Regions from separate parts of the Zea mays genome. Here region 1 is linked to region 2. Evidence: chromatin contacts called from public Hi-C data. All regions are on one chromosome and are shown on one strand. The core of a region is the stretch at or near the end of the contact, and the rest is flanking DNA. Distances in the headings are between cores, read along the strand shown.

Region 1 (2,700 bases), core at 17-2,516, 140 kb before region 2:
GTGCAGTGAGTCGGCGTATTGGTGTTGGGTCTAAGCCTGCGTGCTCCCTTGCGCAAGTGGCGCTTGTCTGTCTTAAGTACTAGCGTAGCCGAAAGAGACGGTATGCATTTTGTAACAAAAACTTAGTATCCTGGAATAGAACTCCTCTAGTTCTCCCTATCCCTTCTCCTCCTTCCAGGTTGCTAACAGGGGGTACAAAGAGCCTCCCCTCACACTATAGCTCGTTTAGACTAGCTCCAACAAGGAGCTCTAAAGGGTCCTGTACCCTAAATTTACGTCCTCTACTCCCTCCAGCAGCGTCCTCTAAACGGTCCTCTAAATTTAGAGGACGTCGTTGGATCCTCTATATATAGAGTTTCTCTAAACGGTTCTCTATTTATTTGAATACTTTAAACAACTGGTTTAGTAAAACTAAAATATGTACATTATATTTGAGAGTATGACAAATGCGTATGTATAAAAATTAAAAATAAAAAAATGTCTTTAATATAAGTATTTACATATAGAGGACGTGATTTAGAGGACATTGTTGGAGATGAAGTAGATATAGAAGATATAATCTTTTAGAGAAGACTGTAAAGGACGGATATATAGGATGTATATAAAGAACGTTGCTGGAGATAGTCTTAGTGTGCTATGTTGTGGCGTTTGGCTGAGCATTGTAGCCGCTACTATACATGGCCAAATGTTTGGCCCGTTTAATAGCTGTGTCGTGCCGGCACGGCAGTAGTGCCTAAGATCAGGCCCAAGCACGGCACTAAGCCTGCTTAGCCGTGTTGTGCCGGCATGGTAGGCCCGTTTAACTCGTTTAGCTCGTTTAGCCCGTTTAGCACTACACCACAGAATTTTAGTCAGATATTCACAAACACAGTTAAAACACACTAAAATAGCTAATATTGAGTTGTTTAGTGCAATGACTGACTCATTAAAAATCTATCTAGGTAAAAGCTCACCCTTGTGAGAAAACCCTAGATAGAAAAAAAGAGTACAACACACAGCTAACTAGTCGTGCTTAGATCTAATCATGCATAATCGTGCCTTACCGTGCCTAAGGGCTAATTAGTGTGACAGTGTATATTAAAACAATATTTGTGTGACAGTGTATGCGTAGCAAATGGAGTTCTGCCGCCATGACGTGCATGCGTAGCAAATGGATCGGAGTCCAACTCGATCGCGTAGCCCGGCTGCAGCCGCTTTGTCTTGTTGGGCCGCATGCTTCCACCGCGCGGGCCGAGTAGTGGCCGGCCACAGGCTCACTGGGCCCCGGCAGCTGTATGTCAAGTCCAGCAGCTACTATAACCACGAGTGCGCTGGGCTTCTCGTATAGTAGTACTGTACACCAAAGTACTAACGAACCTTTGCATCTCTGTCCTTGTCGGCAGAGTCCCACATCGATCGAGCAAGGCCTACAGCCGCTAGCTACACAAGCTATCGCCGACAGCTGCCCATTTGCTCCATGCACTTACCCTCATCTCCAGCTGTCTGTTAGCTAGGCATGCATTGCAAAGCACCGCGCCGGTCAAACTGCACAGTGCTTTTGTGTTCGTTCCATTCCATCCTCATGCATGCAGTCGTACGTGTGGCTGGGCTGGCCTGGCCTGGCCGCACGGACAGACGACCGTTCCATCTGTCTCTGTCCGGCCGCCGGTTAATGCACTGCTTAACGTGCATGCATGACATGCAAACCATTACTTACCAGCAACGACTTCATTCATTCATTCATTCCTCTTGGGTTCCCATTAATCCCAGTCCCAACAGCACTGTCATTGTCGAAGGCTCTCTTTCCAATTTACTTGTTTTATTTCCTTTATTTTATATTTTCGTTCAATATAATTGTTAGCGCTTAGCAGTAAATATAAGCATCAACAGTTGTCCACCTATATCTCTACCTATTAATGGAGAGATATCAAGCTTCTTGGGTCTGTTCCCACCATCTACAAAACACGTATGCCTATTAATTTGATATATTCGTCTCAACCATTCCATGTTTTATTTGGTTTTGAAAATAAATATTTAGAATCCTAAATAAATTCAAAATAAAAAGGTTTGCAGCTATAAATAAAGTTTTATTTTATATATTTTTTGAGATATATGTCTTTTATTTGATAAAGTTTAAAATAGATAAGATAGAACGAAGAAGGGAAGAGAATTTAGTAGTCTCGGCTAGATCGGCTCCCCTGTCGGCAGTCATGACCATAATATTATTAGCAATTGGTTTATCACTATTGACTTTGGTTACGAACATTGATCGATCGATAAACATTATCATCACCGTTGGTTCTTAATCCACGGACAAGAGAGAGACAAAAGACTGAGTTGCGACGGGTCGTCGGAGCTAGCTGTCAGTTGCGACGTGATCGCGATCTATCGGCGTTGATCTATCACCCATAAGTGCGTGCCAACAAGCAGGGGTATAAGCGCCGCCGCATCTGCATCTGCATAGACTGCATCTGCATGCATGGTGCAGTGAGTCCAGGTCCAGGGCAGGGGCCACGCCTTCATTCCACCGAATCCGGTGCTCCTGTCGTGCCGGACAAAACCAGCTGCCGCGCCCGGCATCTCTCGTGCGCCACGACGTGCGCGCATGCATGTGTGGGGATTACGTACGTACGTACGTGCAGGCAGTCAGTGCCCCTTGTCTGCCCTCTCGACCACCCTGCACGCCTAGCCATGCATATTCGTGCATTGCATGCCGCGCCG
Region 2 (3,040 bases), core at 22-2,521:
AGGCAATAATGAAACACAGCTGGTTACTGATTACCAACGAGATGAGGTAATGACCCGAGAGAAAAATTCGGTTTGGGAGTCGAATTGCCAGCGTTTGAGAAAACCAAACCAGCAGATTTGTTAGTTTTCAAGTAAAAAAGAAAAGAAAAGCGAGGGGGAAATAATAATGCACGGTGCAAGTTGCAAGAAGAAGAAGGGCAGCAGCAGCTACCAGCTATAGCGCTAGCAGTGAAATGGTAGTATTATTATTAGTTAATGGAGCGACGTGACTCGATCAGCTCCTCACCTGCATGTTGTTGTAGCGGTTGAAGGTCTTGAAGCAGACGGGGCAGGAGAACTGCGTCGGGCCGATGAGGATCTGCGACGGCGTCGGGATCCAGTACTGCCCCTTGTTGAGCCGCCCAATCGGCGAGGACGGGAACCCTAGCGGCGCCGCCGCGGTGGTTCCTTCCTCCTCGCCGCCGCCACCGTTCTCCCCGTCACCCTCCTCATCCTCCTCCTCCTCCTCGCCGCCGCCGCCGTCGTGCTGGTGCTGTTGCCTGCGGGCGCCGCCGGAAGAGGAGAGGTCCGAGACCAGCTCGGCAGGTCCCGGCAGCGGCAGACCGATGCGCAGCGCCACGGTCACGTCGTCGCCCGCCGCCGCGGAGCCGGAGCCGGAGCCGTCGGCTGCAGCCTCCGGCTCCACGTCCATCGGGTCGTCATCGTCACCCGCCGCGCTGGCGTTCAGGTCGGCGAAGAACCCTCGCTGTCGTCCCACTCCCAGGCGCTGGTGCTGGCCGTGGTTGCTCTTGCTGCTCGCGGTGGGGCCCTCCTCCTCCTCCTGCTCTTCTTCTCCCTCGTCCCGGCCGTTCTCTTCAGAATCCTCCAACGCTGGTGCCGGTGGCCGGGCGCGGCGCTCCCGCTCCTCATGCCGCGTGGGGGCCAGGGAGAGCAGCGGCAGGGCTTCCCGGAGCGGGGGCGAGGGCGGGGCGGGCGCCGTCGGAGCAGGTGGCTGGCGGTGCGCAGCGAAGAAAGGCAGGGAGGGGTGGTAGGCGGCTGGCGCCGGCGCTGGCGGTGGCGGCGCGGGGTGGTAGTAGTAGCGGTGGTGCTGCGGATGGCTGTTGAAGAAGCTCGTGTAGGGATTCTCCATGGCAGCAGCACAGGATCGGAGCTGGTAGTAGCTAAGCTAGCTAGGAGGGCTTTGCACTGCTAGCTACCTGCAGGATCGTCCTGGGCTACATCTACAAGTTGCTCCGGCCTCCGGCTACAGTGTGGTAGACACGCTTAGCTTGTGTGGTGTTGTGCGCGGCGAGGTGGTTGGCGACGGGTTATTGTAGGGGGTGGGTGCGCCGTGACGGCGTCAGGGTACGTTTGGAGTGGCGCTTCCAGTTCCTGCTTGTCCAGGGCCTGCTTGGGCTGGAAGAACAACTGTGAAGGTGCGACTGACGGTTTCAGAAATTTATTTATGATCAATTTTTAGTTTGGCTGACGACATCATCTGGGAGCGGCCACCTTGTTTATGATCGGAGCTAGCACACACTTAAGTGTTGCATGCACCTGGCATATTACATCAGACAGCATCATATACTGAACAACTAGGGCTTGGACTCAAGAAGCATCAGATTTCTTCTTCTTTTTTACCAAAAGGAGGCTCCAAACTGGTGATCTGTAATCAAGATTCAACCAAAAATATCCATAGAGCGAGCCAAAACTAGTAATTGACTTACTTCTCATCTATTAAACATTATTGGCCGGACTAGTTGTCATTGCGCTTCCTATCGCAACCTTTTTTTTTGTTCTTGCATTATCGGATCCTTTTTCGTATAACGTTTGTTCCGCTTAAATGACATCATTATAGTTTCCAGGAATTTCCTAGCACGCAGACTTGCCGAACAGTACAAGCGTGATTCAGGGCCCGTATTGTGTTTGTGTGAGATCTATAGTCAATGTGGTACTTCTAAGAAACACGCAAGTTTTTCTCTATAGTCAATGTGACATCCAATTTAAGGAAACTTAATTGAGTGCCCCTATTTGAGATGAAAATTCGTCTCTGTGTCCGTCTGTCCAGGTACGATGTGCGGTACAATGGATACTCATGCGAGTCCTAATAATATTTGTTGAAGAAATAATTAACCTGGTTTCTGTTTCTCTCTCTCCTTTTTTTTTGGTCTCATCGTATGTATAAGCAGCGACAGGCAGGTCTCTGCACAGTCGATCCATGCGTACACATCAGCGTGTTCTGCTACTTGCGACCTCGTTTTCTCAGGTCAGGGTCGAGTGGTCGACCAGTCACGGCCTCACGGGTTTTTAACGGAGACGAGCCGACGCGACGGTACGATTTGCCGTGTTGTAATGAGGACACCGACACCTAAAGCGCTCCATACGATGGCCAACACAATATTGATGAATATATTGCAGATAAGCTAGCAGACAATGCAAGAACAGTTCGCAATTGACACGTGTATATATATGTGGCCAATGCAATAGCTTGAACTACAGCCAGCGCTAACGATGATTGGACCTTGCTGGGGGTGTCGATTCCCTGTAGCGCAATTTTTTTTTTTTGGGACAAAACGTTTGTATATGGGATTCGTACGTGATGGAATTAACTTCTAGACATTCGCCATGTGCCTGCCGATGTTTCCGTAGTTGCAAATTAATATTTGGATACCAAACGTGCCCCTTTGAATTTCATTTAACCTAATATATGTTGTCAGTACACTTTTTATCTTTTGCTACTTGTAAGGGTATGTTTGAAACCACCAGTTTTTAAAGAAACTGATTTATAGAATTACTTAGTTAGTTTCAAATATATCAGTTTATACATCAATTTATAAAAAATGGATTCAAAGTTTCTTAAAAACCATAAAACTAGCCTCTTCTAGATAAAAAAATAAAACCGGTTTTTAAAAACTGAGTTGCTTCCAAATAAGACCTAAATTGTTTAACTCGTAACAGGGGCGTCCCTGGATTTGTAGGGCCCTATGCAAAATTAGCAAAACTATATATACACATATGAAAATATATATACTACACACATGATGCCTTCGAGCCGATCTTT

Evidence for each region. A called contact is a pair of places that touch in the nucleus more often than the background predicts.
Region 1: a Hi-C map of leaf shows a contact between it and region 2, with 3 times the contacts expected there. The contact joins the enhancer-like site here to the promoter of LOC100277627 in region 2. A contact is called at or near these places in 2 of 25 Hi-C or Micro-C datasets (bundle sheath and leaf).

The regions. Positions count from the first base shown.
Region 1 is chr7:138,093,702-138,096,401 of Zm-B73-REFERENCE-NAM-5.0, reverse strand. It overlaps the pseudogene LOC103632931. Among protein-coding and RNA genes, the nearest start is that of LOC100381917, 5.1 kb to the right of the region's middle. Within about 2 kb of position 1,266, at least 18 of the 20 cell types and tissues checked have an H3K27ac peak or open chromatin away from gene starts, as enhancers often do. A contact at or near this core is called in bundle sheath and leaf, where this site is marked.
Region 2 is chr7:137,949,082-137,952,121 of Zm-B73-REFERENCE-NAM-5.0, reverse strand. It overlaps LOC100277627, which reads right to left and starts at 1,271. Exons shown (of 2, transcript NM_001151139.2): 1 at 287-1,271. The coding sequence starts at 1,129.